5 separate regions of the Mus musculus genome follow, and regions 2, 3, 4 and 5 are each linked to region 1. The links are chromatin contacts, called in public Hi-C, HiCAR-type and Micro-C maps. All regions are on one chromosome and are shown on one strand. Each heading gives the region's core, a stretch centred on a gene start, on an enhancer-like site or on the middle of the called end of the contact. The rest is flanking DNA. Distances are from core to core; before and after follow the strand shown. Region 1 has its middle 21 kb from the start of Gm40913. Region 2 has its middle 9.9 kb from the start of Gm30489. Region 3 overlaps F13a1 (coagulation factor XIII, A1 subunit). Region 4 overlaps F13a1 (coagulation factor XIII, A1 subunit). Region 5 overlaps F13a1 (coagulation factor XIII, A1 subunit).

Region 1 (2,565 bases), core at 47-2,546:
TCCCTGCAAACTCCTGGAGGTCAGAGCTGAGCACCTCTGTGTTCCTTTTTCCAGGCAGGTTGTCTACACATGCTATTAAACTAGACAGGCGCTCTTCCTCATCCCTCCTTTCCCACTCGCCCAATGCTCAGAAATCAAACAAAGCCAGAGGGACCAGGACACGCCCTGGAGGAGCAGGAGGGGACCTGGGACCAGCTTCTCCTGTCTATCAGTAATTAGAGCGGTGGGGGAGGGGCTGCCCTTGGCACAGACAGGTCCTTAAAGGCTGCTGCCCCAGAAACTGCCTTCAGATCGACAGCCAAGGGAATCGCGATGAAAAATTCATCAGCTTCTTACTTTCCGCGGCCCAGCTGCGCCTAGCAGATGACCTCGGCGGGGACAAGCCCGCTGTGAGACACCGTCTGGTCGCTTCGAGGGGGCCAGCCCAGGCCTGCCGGGGAGCACTGCACCGCTGGGCTTTGTGCGTGCGCCATGAGCACGCGCCTATGAGGCCTAGAAGTACCACCGAGGTTTGACTGCTGGGGACCAGAGACAGTCATCGGACCTTTTGGTGCAAGCTACTGGGAGCCAGAGTGTCACTCTCTAGCAGGCGCCTGCGGTCCATCTTGCCCATCATACACTGTCCTACACAAGGCGCGACCTACTAGTGGAAGCAATACCAATTGGGTGGGCACCTGGGATCGTGGAAGCCCTGTAAGCTATAAAACTTCTAACCCTGGAGACTGGTCATCCTAACTAGACCTTACTTTCATGCCACCACCTCCCACCTTTGCTGGCCCCAAGCTGCCTCCTGAAGTTCTGGATGGGGTAGGTTCTCTTGAGCTGGGGTGGCCTGGGAGGATGACAGAGATCCAGTTGGGGAAATGCTACTGAGTTGCAGGTTTCTGGAGGCCTCTCCAGCCCCTGCCATCTGGGCACTGCACAGACAGACGCTGCGTGGGTCCCTAGAGCTTGCCACCTCCGCGCCACACTGCCAGCCATGCCGCTGCGGCTGCAGAAAAGCCTCACGTCCGAGATTGCTGGACCGTGGGTGGGGGTAGGGAGCGCAAAGCGAGACTAGGCGCGGGAGGCGGGGGAGCGGGGGGCCACTCCTGGACTCTGAATTTTAAAGTTGTTTTCTTGCAATCACACTTTAATATGCACCGATGTCTGGTCTGCGGACCACGCAATGTAGTGAGATGCCATGTTGGCCTCTTTGGAATCCGCAGTAGGTTTTTTTGTGCTGTTCTGCTGGGGAATCAAATGTGGTGATTAGGGAAGTTTTATATTCAGGTCAGGCTTTCCCAGGACTAGAGAATGTACTACAACTTAGGCCAACATCGCCATCTGGTGGTATCATCGAGGGACTCGAGCAGGTGTGGGGAGACCAGAGGAATGATGTCATGGTCTGCAATTTTTTTCTTGAGGGGCGGGATGCTGGCTGGCTGCGGATCTAGTATTGCCTGATGCATTGTTTCTCGGATTTGGGGTTTTGCTGTTATTCACAGGTGAATCACCAAGTAAGCAAGGGTCCTTCCTAAAACTAATACCTTACATTTCACCCCATTGCAGAATTGAATTTAAACCTAAAAGACCCAATGGCTTTGACAGTCTTGAAGCAGGACTCCTTATGTGATCTTTCCTGGGTCCGTCTAAGTTGTTCACTTGACAGCCCCTCCCCGAGGTGTTTCTCCCTCCGGAATTCAACTGCAGAATCATCTGTGTGTTCAGAGCCCGCTTGCATTCTTCTGAGTTTCCATTCCTTCAAGACTAAGGAACAGGCTTCACACTGCCTATAAGCATAGGGTCCCATCTTCAGAGGCATCTCCCTGGCTCCCTTAGTCACTCCTCTGTTCTTTGCTTTACCAGATCTGGATAGAAAAGCCAGCTCCCTTGCTCCTCTGTACTTCTGTCCTCAGCATCCCTCAACACTTTGCCCCTCACCTTAGCTCTAGCCAACAACTGACAGCAAGCACCATTCTGCCTTGCCCCTCGTCCCACCCAAGGCTAAGAAGAAAGGGTGGCCTGAGGTCGCTGAGTGGGCTGGCTGCACATTGAAGGTTCAGGTGAGACCGCAGTGCCGCTTGATGGTGAGCCGGCGTTGATTCCTGCACTGCAGATCTTCTCAGTTTCTTCTCCTCTTTAGCTTTGTGTCTGTACAATACTTGGCTAGTTCAGAAGCAGATCCTCCCACTTTCCAGACACTCTTGCTCCTCAATGTTGCCTCTTCTACCTTAAAGTAGTTGTGTCACTGCCTGGCCTTTTATTCTCTCTTACTTCGGAGGAGGAAAAACAAGAAAACAAAAACACAAAACAAAACAAAACAAAAAAAACCTTTCATCTTTTGCAAACCCTGTGTATCTGCTTTTACCTGCAACACAAACTACTGCCTGCAAGTAAACAGGGGTGGGGAAGAAGAAGCCCCTAAGAAAATGTACAGAAAGAATGGCTACTAGCATTCTCAGAAGAATGGATAAAAATACTGAATGCATTTTATATATGTGTGTGTGTACAAGAATAAATATATATATGACTATATATGTGAATACATATTGTATACACAAGAAAGGGAATAGTAAGAAGACA
Region 2 (2,565 bases), core at 45-2,544, 500 kb before region 1:
AAATAAGAATAAATAATGCCCTTTTAGCGACATGAAAGGAAGTGGAGAACTTTATATGAAGTGAAATAAATAAGATTCCAAAAGACAACCACAGTATGCTTTCTCTCATATGTGGAAGTTAACAGGATCCCCAGTGGAGGAGTTAGAGAAAGTGCCCAAGGAGGTGAAGGGGTCTGCAACCCTATAGGAGGAACAACAATATGAACTAACCAGTACCCCCCAGAGCTCATGTCTCTAGCTGCATATGTAGCAGAAGATGGCCTAGTCAGCCATCATCGGGAGGAGAGGCCCCTTGGTCTTGCAAACTTTATATGACCCAGTACAGGGGAACGCCAGGGCCAAGAAGTGGGAGTGGGTGGGTAGGGGAGCTGGGCAGGGGGAGAGTACAGAGAACTTTCAAGATAGCATTTGAAATGTAAATAAAGAAAATATCTAATAATAATAATAATAATAAAAAGACTGGACGCATACCAGTGATTATCAGGCATCAGCAAGGGTGGAAGGGAGGATGTTTGGAGAAAGTGATAGAAAAGGGGAGGTCTGATTTGATCACTGCAATGTTGTATGCATATGCAAAATATTATACTACACTCCATTAATTTGCACAGTTAGTACTTATTAACAATGATAGTAAAAAAGAGGGAGTTGAAGGCAGGGAGAATAGGTAGGATACTACTCTCTGCATTGGTACAAATGTTAGCTTGATGACAGAAGGTTTTGAGCAAAGAAAAAGGAGGAATGAATGAGGAAGATATTATCCAGAAAGATCAACAATTTCATCTGGCTAAACAGATGCTTGAGGAAAGAGTGAAGCAAGCTAGAGATCATTCCGAAGCTCCAGTGTGTGTAATGCCACCAGGCAAAAATGGACATTCCAGCATGTAACAGGTTTGAGGGGAAAATGGAATTCAATTACACAACAGTTGGATCTGAGATGATAGATAGAAAATTGTGTCAATTGGGATTCTTATTTGGAAGAAAATCAAGCTTTGAAGTGGAAGGTGGAGTCACTTGGGAGTTTGGAGGCGATCTGAAGAGCCAGGCTCAACTTCCCACCCTGAGAGAAGCTCTGGGTCATGAGTTTACCCTGGCTGCCTCTGAGGCTTGGACCCTGCAGTATGCACACACCAGACCTCCTGGCACTTGAGACCCCTTTTGCAGTCACTGTCATTGAATGACAAGCTTGAGAGCCTTGCTTCCTTAGAAGGACTAAGGACTTCTGAAACAAGGGACAGGGCCACCCACCCCAGAGGAGCATAGACCACATTGTCACATCTTGTTGCAAGGGCAGCTGAGAAAATGAGCAGAGCAGTCTTTCCTACCTGTGGTTTTGGTTGCTGCAGTTTCTGTCAACCATGGTCTGAGAATGGAATAGAAAGTTTCAGAAACAAAGATTCATACTTCTTGCTTGTCACCCTGAGCACAAATTGCTCATCTCTGAGCCTCCAGGAAAGTGAATACACCCTTTGTCACTGGGCCCATGATGGAGAGAGGGCATGGGGGGAGGAAGTCATTTACATGACTTTTATTACAATATATTGTTACAATAGCTCTATGATTGCTGTTATTACTCTTACTATGCCTAATTTTATAAATTAAATTTGATTATAATCTTAATAGAGTATAAAACAGTGTATAGGACTTAGAACTTTGTGTGACTCAGAGTACACTGTGACATCTTCACTGAGAATGGGGGGGGGGCTTTTAAAATATATTGGAGTAGGATGTGGGTGCTGTCTCCACCAAAACTCATTAGTTTTCAGAAGTCCCCTAACATGAGAAAAAGGATAAAATTTCAGGTAGACAAAAAGATTGATCATGTACTCAGTAGAGTTTAGCAGTTTGGAAGGGAACACAGACTAGAGTCTGGGATTGGTATACTCACTCTTGAAGGGAATTCTTTTCAACTAGAGGGTGTAGTACAGGGGTGTAGATGCTGAAGATGGAAATTTAGAGACAATGGAACTTATGAGGCCGAAGGAGTCAAGGATGAGACAACAGATAAGTTCTTAAGATATTTTCCATGGAGTGGAGAGAGTCCTAAGCCTGGGGAAACATTAGTCTTTTGATTCAGAGCTCAAGGTTGGCCATTTTTTTCCATTCAAAAAAGTCACTGGGTAAGTTGTGGGTTGATTTTGAGGAAGCAATTGTGGGAGGCATGATGAAACCATTTCTAAGCATGACAGAGAATACTCACTGTACAATTGGAAATGATTTTTACTCGTGTTGTAAAATTACTCACCTGCTCTATTTACTGGCCCCTTAAGGAGAGTCTAGTTGTGGAGTATAGTTTAGCAATTGACTTTATGCGTTTCCCTGAATACTCAATGTCTTCCAGCTAGGTCCTTCTGCACATTGAGTGATAGTTGTTATCAATATTTGAAATCTCTGGCTAAGTAGAGACATTCTGTACACTGGCTTCTGCAGACACCTGCTGAGCAGGGAATCACAGGATCACAGCATTGTTGGAGATGCGTTTACAGTGAAATACATGAAGGGGGGCAGGTACATGGAGTTCTTTGGAGTCCACAGAGCCTGGTTTTTCTGTATTCCTTCTTAGTCAGA
Region 3 (2,565 bases), core at 29-2,528, 400 kb before region 1:
GAAGACACCTCGGGTGCTTTTTAGGCAGCTTATACATCTCTGACAAATAGCTCGAACCTGGAGCCCAGCCCAAACTCAGGCAACAAACAGCCTGCACAGCAAAGAAGCCTCTGCAGCCGCGAGAGAGGAGCAATTATCTGCATAGCCTGATGACATTCCTAACACCCTGATCTATATTTAATAACAGCAAAAAGCGCTTGCATTAACAGCTATTAGGACCTTCACCACTGCAAGGAGGGCCACCCGCTCTCCTCGGTAGCAATAAAGCACAATAAAAGTATAAAAAGAAAGCTACATGGGTTTCAGAGCCATCTCCCATGAAGAGATTCTCGGAGTGTCATAAACTGTCAGATGAGGGCAGGGGAGACTTGTACAGATTTTCAATCTCAAAACAAAATCAAATGGATAAAACTCCAAGCACTGTAAGGCTGCTCTCTGGAGGCTTCTAGAGGCATCTAGAAACCACAATAGCAGATAGAGTGCAGTCCTTCTGTGATTTCTGCTGTCTAAATGTCTGAATAACCATTGCTCCATCCCCTGTAAGCCCAAAGCACTCTGCTCTTAGAACTAGGGTCATATCCAAAGGCAAATGCTCTTTGGCTTTTGATAAGATTACATTTTGATTAAATTGATGACATATAGAAGATTTGATTAGCCGAAGAAACAGTTCTTATCCTTTCCCTACAGGACATCTTAGCTGAATGGCAGGACACACTGTAGGTGTTTGTTCTTTTCCCTGTGGTTATGGGGCTGACTGGGAGCTGCAGCTTGCTGCCACCCAGTATCATCTGAGAGGATCTGACCATGTGTGTTTATCCCAGGAAGAGATCCTAATTCCAAACCCAAAGTGTGGTTTCTATTGAATTTGTACCATTCCTTTGCACCATTATAAGGTTTAAAGATTGTAAGTGGAGATATCACGGGTCAGGAGCCATCTCTACTTACACAGGGAATCATGGTTGCCAAGCTACTTCCTGCCTTAGAGTATTAGGGTGTTTGCTATCTTTCAGTTTCTGGCTCTTTTTTTTTCTTAATGAGTGCATCTCCATGTATGAATGCAATCTTATGCTGACTGTATTGCTCATACGATAGCTACAAGTGTTCTTGGTATTACCACATTTCACTACTGATGTGTGGATTGATTTACTGACATATTCCCACCCAAGGATGATCCATCCCAAGGCCCTGGGCCTCAGAGCTCCCCCCGTAGCCTTCCCTGGTGTGAGCTAACAGGAGATACATAGTCCTTCCAGAGTGACTGCCCGGCTAAACTCAAGTGCCCACTCGGTTTCAAAATTCAGCACAGCTCTTTATTAGCTACATTACTGGGGAAAGGATATTAGTCTCTCTGCTTTACCTCGCCCTGATTTTCTTTTCAGTTCAACGGGGAAACTGATAGTACTCACTTTAAAAGGATTTCTATGAGCATCAAGTGGCAGGCAGAGTGATTGCTGGATACAGGAGCGAACCCTTCCCGTGTTGATTGCTGTACATACACCTCAAAGGAGTTCTACATCTCAGCCTTTAATACCCTCATCCCCAAGAGACTCCCAGGATTCTCCTTTACCCGACGTCTCTCACCCTGATTTAATTAGCTGTTTCCTGTCCTTCAAGCTCCTGCCCTATTATTCTGGCATCTTAGACCCTTTACTTAACATCTTTATCAACCCCTTAAGTGGTCAAAATTTCTCTACTTGAGTAGCACTTTATACCTTTCCTTCTCTTTTTGCCTGCTATTGGTGCTGCTGGTGGTGCTGCTGGTGATGGTGGTAGTGTGTGTATTGATTTTTGTGTACTTCTGGGTCAGTCTTAGATGGGAGTTACATACTCTGAAACTGCCACAGCAAGGCCACTTTTTACTGAGCTTTAGTTGAGTGATCGATCCACTTCATCATTTGATGTCTTCAGAATTATCCTCGTCAGTTCCTAGGTGCCCAGAACTAAACTCAGGTTTGCAAATCTCTTGCTTTTAGTAGAAATACAACCTCAAAAGTCTAAGACAGGAAAGCGTTAAGTAGGAATTGCGTTTAGCATTTAAAAAACCCGAGGCTGGAAAGATGTCTGGTTGACAGGAAGCATACTCGATGTACCTGGGAAATCGAGAAGTAGCAACCTGGTGTCTAACTCTTCAGTGTGTTAAGAGACAGTGGTGGAAAATTGGCACTTGCCTCCAGCTTTCCACTTACCTCTGCAAAAACAAACGGGGCATCAAACTGGAAGCAGACATGGCCATGCTTAACGGCTTGGACAGAGGCAGGGCCACAGCGGTACATGCCTGTAGCACACAACAAAGAGGAAGGCAGTGTGAATTTGTAGTTTTCAATTCTGCCCATCCACAGGACAGCACACAGCACTTAGGCAGCCTACAGACACCAGTACTCCCCAGCTTCACCACTGACTTTGCCTAAATGCTTTCACTGGCTACAGGAGACAGATGACTGATGTGTGTCGTCAATAGGGTTCTACTAGGAAGGCTAACCCAATCCTGAATGTGACAGAGAGGAAAAGAATATGGGGACAATAGTTTTCCTAATTCTGTTCAGTTGACTGCAACCATATGCACTA
Region 4 (2,565 bases), core at 35-2,534, 370 kb before region 1:
TGAGAGCCATTTCTCCTCAGAACTGCAACAGACAACTAGGCCAAGAGTGACCTCTGGGTAGTCAGCCTAGGTCCAGTAACCATTTCTATCCATGCTTGAGCCTCTGCCTAGCAATAGTTTCTCACCCCCAAGCCCCGGATAAGCCTTTCTTTCCACCACTGGCAAGCATTGCTGTAATCAGCGTCAGAGCTGCCATTAGTTGGTACAGACTGAGAACACGATACCAACACCAAACTGCCCTGGATCTTTTCACATTTTAGAACCTTTTCATACACCTAATTAGGTATCTTTGAGGTGGAACCCAAATCTTGGCTTGAACTTGACCTATGTGTCATACACATCTCACCTACATTCAGAAGGTGATTCTGCATATGTCATTGTGTTTGTGAGTCTCACATGAGAGGGTACACGGAATTATCTATATGCACACACGAAATTCCGGATTTGTGTACTATTTCTGGTTAGACATGACCAATCTGTGCTTTGTGTGGATGGTCTCCTTTAATTACTTGTCACAGTCACCCCACTAGGAAATGGTAGTTCCTGGGATGATGAGGGCCCTGAAACTCAGAGAAGTGACATCATTTCCTTAATACCAAACATCAAATAATAGCTTAACATGAAGCTTGTCATCTGTCTGTCTGTCTGTCTGTCCCTCTGTCTGTCCCCCCTCTGTCTCTTTCTGTCTCTGTCTCTCTCTCTCTCTCTCTCTCTCTCTCTCTCTCTCTCTCTGTGTGTGTGTGTGTGTGTGTGTGTGTGTGTGTGTGTGTGTGTGATGTCCACATTCTGGTTGATGTGTCCTGGAGAGCCTCCACCAACCCCTCAAGCAAGGAGAGTCCTTGACACGGTCTGGCTTCTTAGAACACACATAGTTTATAAAGCGTACCAGTGATTGTGCAGGCATGACAACTATCTGCCTTTTCTTTTAAAATACCCCCCAAGTCACAAGAGTATCAGTCATCTCAGGACACTGGGCACCCCTCTCTTCTGAGTTTCTCAAGGTACTCAGGAGGATGGCAACATATTGCCTCCCCGAGACTCCAGCTGTGCATCTAATAAAGAAGGCGATCCCAGCAGCCAGCGTTCATTAGGCACCTGCTACACTCAGCTCTGTACTGAGTGAAACAAGGATTTCTGTCATCTCTACTTTAGAAGAGGAAAGAGGCACAGAGAAACTCTGCCTTGCTCAAGGTCACACAGCTGGCCTTCAGTAGAGCCAAGACACTGAGACCTTCTGTCCCTGTCCTTGGAGTCTGGGCATGTCTCAAATTGGGGTAGCACAGACCTCTATCAGTGAGGTGCCTAGTCACCGTACATAAACTCTGCCAAGCCTCATCAGGAGAGGGCAGAATAATCCAGAGCACTGGTTACACACAGGATGTTGATGACCAGGCCAGGATCAAGGTCTTATGTGCTAGGGGGGTATCAGGAAGACTCTGAGAGAGGGAACAAAATTCAGAACAAGATGTCAGAAAGTCACTCCATGACTTTATACCAACTGTATTTAGGATTTCATTATACACTATGGCAGGTTCCTCATAGGGACCTAGGAGACTGATGCTGCCTATATAAAGGGTCTCTCTCTCTCTCTCTCTCTCTCTCTCTCTCTCTCTGTGTGTGTGTGTGTGTGTGTGTGTGTGTGTGTGTGTGTGTGTGTGTGTGTGGTCATGATGCAGAGAAAACAAAAACAAAATCCTTCTCTTTCTACCATTACCATTGACAGTAGGCTTTAGGGGCTGATGTTTTGATCTGTTTTGGCCATTCCAGACGGGCAGGGTTGTGAGCTGTAATTCCACAGGTTTAAATGGTTCTTTAAATTGCTGTTGAGTTTCCATGGGCTAGGCTTTGTCCAGCCCATGCCCTCCAGCTCCCTATCTCAACTCACTCCTTCAAACAAGAGGCTTTATATTTTATCCATAGTAACCTGCTGCTGTGAGTTGGGGCCACTGCAGCCATTTCCCCCTTTCAGCATTCTCCAGTGGCCACTCTCAGGGCCTGGTGAGTGAACGCCAATCCATGCCCACAATGCAGGGTTTCAGACGCTTCTCACCTTGACTTTCTTAGGATGCACTTGTAACTTCCCACCACCCCCAGTTGGGTGCTTTTACAACAGACAGTGCCTTAGCTTCATGACTCGTGAGGAACAACTAACTACACAGGACACAGTTTTGCCTGGGAAATCTCACCCTGTTAATGCTTGGTGACTGCTCAAATCATGTCCCAAGTTCACGCCACATATAGTTTCCTAAATGTCCCTTCATTTGGATTCAGAGGAGTTTCTCCTCATGTAAGTGTGCCACGTTGGACTGGTGGCATCTCCACAAACAACAACTTCTTCGGGCTCTTACACTCCCTATAAGATGGCCAGCTTCTGGTACTGCACTGAATGGTAAAAGATGCATGGCATTGGTGTTTGGAAGGGATGTCGCGTTTTCCTCCTCTTGATCTTTAAATGAAAGCTGGGCACATAGTCAAGGCCAGATTTAACCCTATCCTCAAAGAGTCATTCTGTATTTCAGAAGTAAAAATATGTGGGGTGAAGAATTGGAGAAGTCTATTGCCACT
Region 5 (2,565 bases), core at 20-2,519, 280 kb before region 1:
ATGACAGCCATGTTCCTGTCTCTTCAAAGTAAGCTTCTAATGGTTCAGTGGAATCACTAGGTGTTTTAATCTGTTTCTCATTACTGTAAGAAATGACTGAGACTGGATTTTTGTGAAGAAAAAGAAGGAGATGAGAAGAGAGAAAGGGAAGAAGGAACGGAGGACAAGGAGGAGGGAAGGAAAGAAAAGAAGAGAAGAGGGAAGGAGAAAGAGAAGAGGAAAGGGGAAGGAGGAGAGGAAGGAGAGATGAGGAAAGGAGAGGACAAAAAGGGAGGAAGGAGATGGAGAGGAAAGGAGAGGAAGAAGAAGGGAGGAGAGGGGAGAAGAGAGGGGAGGAGAGGAAAGGGGAGCAGGGAGATGGAGGAGAGATTGGGGAGGAGAGAGAAGAGGGGGAAAGAAGAGGGGGAGACAGAGGGGAGGGAAGGAGAAGAGAGGGGAAGAGAAGAGAGAGAAAAGAGAAGAAAGGAGAGAAGAGCAATAAGGTAGTTAGATGCTAACAGTTTAAGCCACATATTCTGTCTCTGTTGAGGGACCTGAACAACACCTCATGCTGTGTGGCACATAGCATCATAAAGGCAGAAGCTTGACAAAAGAGAAAGAGATCTCATGACCAGGCCTACAGAGAGTGATTTATGGCCAGGCTCTATCTTTTGTAAAAACCCACTTTGGTGAGAACTAGCTCAGGGGTCCCATAGGGAGGACTTTAATCTCTTCCAAGGGCACCCCCCCCCCACTCACACACATCAGGACCTTTCAGTAGGCCCTGCCTCTCAGTTCACCACACAGAGACTAAGTTTTAGCATACGAACCTTTGCGGACAAACTACATCCAAATCCCAGCACTGAAAGTCAGTGTTGGGGAAGGAGGTAAGGTCTGCAATGTCACTAAATGGATGGCATTTCTCTGGTTGTTCATGGATAGTCAAACACAAAGCAAGACAGAAACAGAATCCTTGTAACAAGGAACACATTTGGTTACCAAGAAACATGGACATAGGTATAAAAATAGCCTAAGGCATTCTAGTACCCCCTTGCCTAGTCATGCTCCTCCCCAAGTGTATGGCACTCAGAAATCATCAGTTTAGCTGGTGGACGGATTGTACTTTGCTTATTGACCTAACAAGACATAACTTAGATAGAGAGAGCCTTCTTAGCATTTAGGGCTCGTTCACCACAAGCAGCAAATGAATTCACATCTCCCTGCCCAAGCCCAGCTCCTAGCAAAATGGAACAGCTCTCTGGGAAGCCACTTCTTCTTTTTTTTTTTTTTTTAAGTTATATTATGGCTAGGAACTTGGCAGCTTGCCCTTTCAAAGTGACAGCTTTCAAAAAGTCTACCTAACACAATTTAGTCTAATTCCAAACACATCAGAAAATGGGCTGTTAAAGAAAGAATGTTTCTCCCCGAGAGTCAGCGGCTTCCCTGTCCTCCTACTCTCTCCCTAATATGAAAAAAAGTGAATTATCTTCTCCCTGGGTTGCAAAAATATTCTTCTGAGAATGATTATACCTGTCACAGATGGGATCTTGAAATAAGTTAAATGTTTAGGTTCATATTCTAGGAATTCCCTGGTGAGCTGAGTTCTCCTTGCAATTTTTGGTAACATTATTACTAAGCTATAGGCATTAACGCTATGCACGAGGAAGTAGGTCTGTTTATGGTGGAAAGAACCACAGGAAGACTTTTTCTCACACATCTTTTGGCGACTCAGGAGGAGAAAGTATAATTAGAACAATTAAAGACATTTTTCTTCAGAAGCTATTATTTAAACTGTGGCTACTTAAATGTCTTATAGCCTTAAATGCTTCAGAAATCTTAGAACAAAAGAAATGAGACTCACACCTTCTCCAGGGCTGAAGACCTTCTAGTCTACCTCTGCTCTAGCCTGAAAATATCTTCTGTCAATTTTCTCTTCACCATGAGAGTTACTTTTATAGAACATAAATCTGCTATTGAGAGTCCACAGCAAGTCCCCTATGTTCTGTGGGATGGAAGGACAGTAGAGTCTTCAATGCTTATTGTAGCGTGACCCCTGCCAAGTTTTTAAGGCTTGTCTTTTTTGTCCTTCAGCCAATTCTCACCACTTTTGAAAACAATCTTCCATGTACTCTTCATCCTTTATTCCTTCATCTTTTAAAAGAGATGTATTTATTCTTTTCCCTTCCAGGTGGTGTCAGGGTGTGGGGTGTGGGAGGGGGTGGTGGTATGTATTCCTGTGTATGTATTTTAAGGCAGGGTCTCTCCCTGAAGCTGAGGTTCAAGTTTTCTCAGTTAGGTTGGAAACAGACAAACTCATCAATCCTCCTGTCTCCTCTCATCTTAAGATCTGGGGTTACAGGAGTGTGTAGGATGCCTAATGAGCTACATGGGCACTAGGATCTAGTACCCATGATTGTCCACCAAGCTCCCTAACCCAGGAAGTCATCTCTCTAGCCCGCTGCTTCTTCTTCATTTGACATGTGGTCTACATCATCTGTATGTAGTACAGACTGTTCAGAAAATCATGATTCCCAACCTCCCATATACAGACATTTCAAGCTTGCACTACCACACTTGGCTTGGCCC

Evidence for each region. Hi-C and Micro-C count contacts between places; a contact is called where the count stands out from the background. HiCAR-type assays count read pairs that join an accessible place to other places.
Region 2: a contact with region 1 is called in a HiCAR-type map of Th17 cells, with 7 times the contacts expected there. The contact joins two enhancer-like sites. A contact is called at or near these places in 2 of 15 datasets of contacts at CTCF or cohesin (both in the NIH/3T3 cell line), 4 of 484 Hi-C or Micro-C datasets (CD4 T cells, CD8 T cells, Th1 cells and 1 more), 12 of 115 datasets of contacts at active chromatin or transcription factors (CD8 T cells, Th17 cells, Th2 cells and 9 more) and 1 of 9 other capture datasets (embryonic stem cells).
Region 3: a contact with region 1 is called in a Hi-C map of the N1E-115 cell line, with 7 times the contacts expected there. The contact joins two enhancer-like sites. A contact is called at or near these places in 4 of 484 Hi-C or Micro-C datasets (the HL-1 cell line, the N1E-115 cell line, bone marrow-derived macrophages and 1 more), 5 of 115 datasets of contacts at active chromatin or transcription factors (bone marrow-derived macrophages, embryonic stem cells, neural tube and 1 more) and 2 of 9 other capture datasets (embryonic stem cells and macrophages).
Region 4: a contact with region 1 is called in a Micro-C map of granulosa cells, with 2.9 times the contacts expected there. The contact joins two enhancer-like sites. A contact is called at or near these places in 2 of 15 datasets of contacts at CTCF or cohesin (CD8 T cells and the NIH/3T3 cell line), 10 of 484 Hi-C or Micro-C datasets (CD8 T cells, Sertoli cells, Th1 cells and 7 more), 7 of 115 datasets of contacts at active chromatin or transcription factors (CD8 T cells, astrocytes, bone marrow-derived macrophages and 3 more) and 1 of 9 other capture datasets (embryonic stem cells).
Region 5: a Hi-C map of bone marrow-derived macrophages shows a contact between it and region 1, with 15 read pairs. The contact joins two enhancer-like sites. A contact is called at or near these places in 5 of 39 promoter capture datasets (the 3T3-L1 cell line, embryonic stem cells, hematopoietic stem and progenitor cells and 2 more), 4 of 484 Hi-C or Micro-C datasets (the HL-1 cell line, the N1E-115 cell line, bone marrow-derived macrophages and 1 more), 3 of 115 datasets of contacts at active chromatin or transcription factors (embryonic stem cells and neural progenitor cells) and 2 of 9 other capture datasets (adipose tissue and embryonic stem cells).

Annotation. Positions count from the first base shown.
Region 1 is chr13:37,311,420-37,313,984 of GRCm38.p6, forward strand. No RefSeq gene overlaps it. Among named protein-coding and RNA genes, the nearest start is that of Gm40913, 21 kb to the right of the region's middle. RefSeq lists an enhancer at 1-2,391. Within about 2 kb of position 1,297, at least 95 of the 459 cell types and tissues checked have an H3K27ac peak or open chromatin away from gene starts, as enhancers often do. A contact at or near this core is called in the N1E-115 cell line, Th1 cells, Th17 cells and 3 more, where this site is marked.
Region 2 is chr13:36,812,812-36,815,376 of GRCm38.p6, forward strand. No RefSeq gene overlaps it. Among named protein-coding and RNA genes, the nearest start is that of Gm30489, 9.9 kb to the right of the region's middle. Within about 2 kb of position 1,295, at least 11 of the 459 cell types and tissues checked have an H3K27ac peak or open chromatin away from gene starts, as enhancers often do. A contact at or near this core is called in Th1 cells, Th17 cells and regulatory T cells, where this site is marked.
Region 3 is chr13:36,914,678-36,917,242 of GRCm38.p6, forward strand. F13a1 (coagulation factor XIII, A1 subunit) reads right to left here. Exons shown (of 15, transcript NM_028784.3): 10 at 2,187-2,275. The region is part of intron 3 of Gm30489 (a long non-coding RNA gene); the gene reads left to right. Among named protein-coding and RNA genes, the nearest start is that of Gm30240, 73 kb to the right of the region's middle. Within about 2 kb of position 1,279, at least 1 of the 459 cell types and tissues checked has an H3K27ac peak or open chromatin away from gene starts, as enhancers often do. A contact at or near this core is called in the N1E-115 cell line, where this site is marked.
Region 4 is chr13:36,940,842-36,943,406 of GRCm38.p6, forward strand. The region is part of intron 8 of F13a1 (coagulation factor XIII, A1 subunit); the gene reads right to left. The region is part of intron 3 of Gm30489 (a long non-coding RNA gene); the gene reads left to right. Among named protein-coding and RNA genes, the nearest start is that of Gm30240, 47 kb to the right of the region's middle. Within about 2 kb of position 1,285, at least 9 of the 459 cell types and tissues checked have an H3K27ac peak or open chromatin away from gene starts, as enhancers often do. A contact at or near this core is called in granulosa cells and regulatory T cells, where this site is marked.
Region 5 is chr13:37,033,637-37,036,201 of GRCm38.p6, forward strand. The region is part of intron 2 of F13a1 (coagulation factor XIII, A1 subunit); the gene reads right to left. Among named protein-coding and RNA genes, the nearest start is that of F13a1, 14 kb to the right of the region's middle. Within about 2 kb of position 1,270, at least 1 of the 459 cell types and tissues checked has an H3K27ac peak or open chromatin away from gene starts, as enhancers often do. A contact at or near this core is called in bone marrow-derived macrophages, where this site is marked.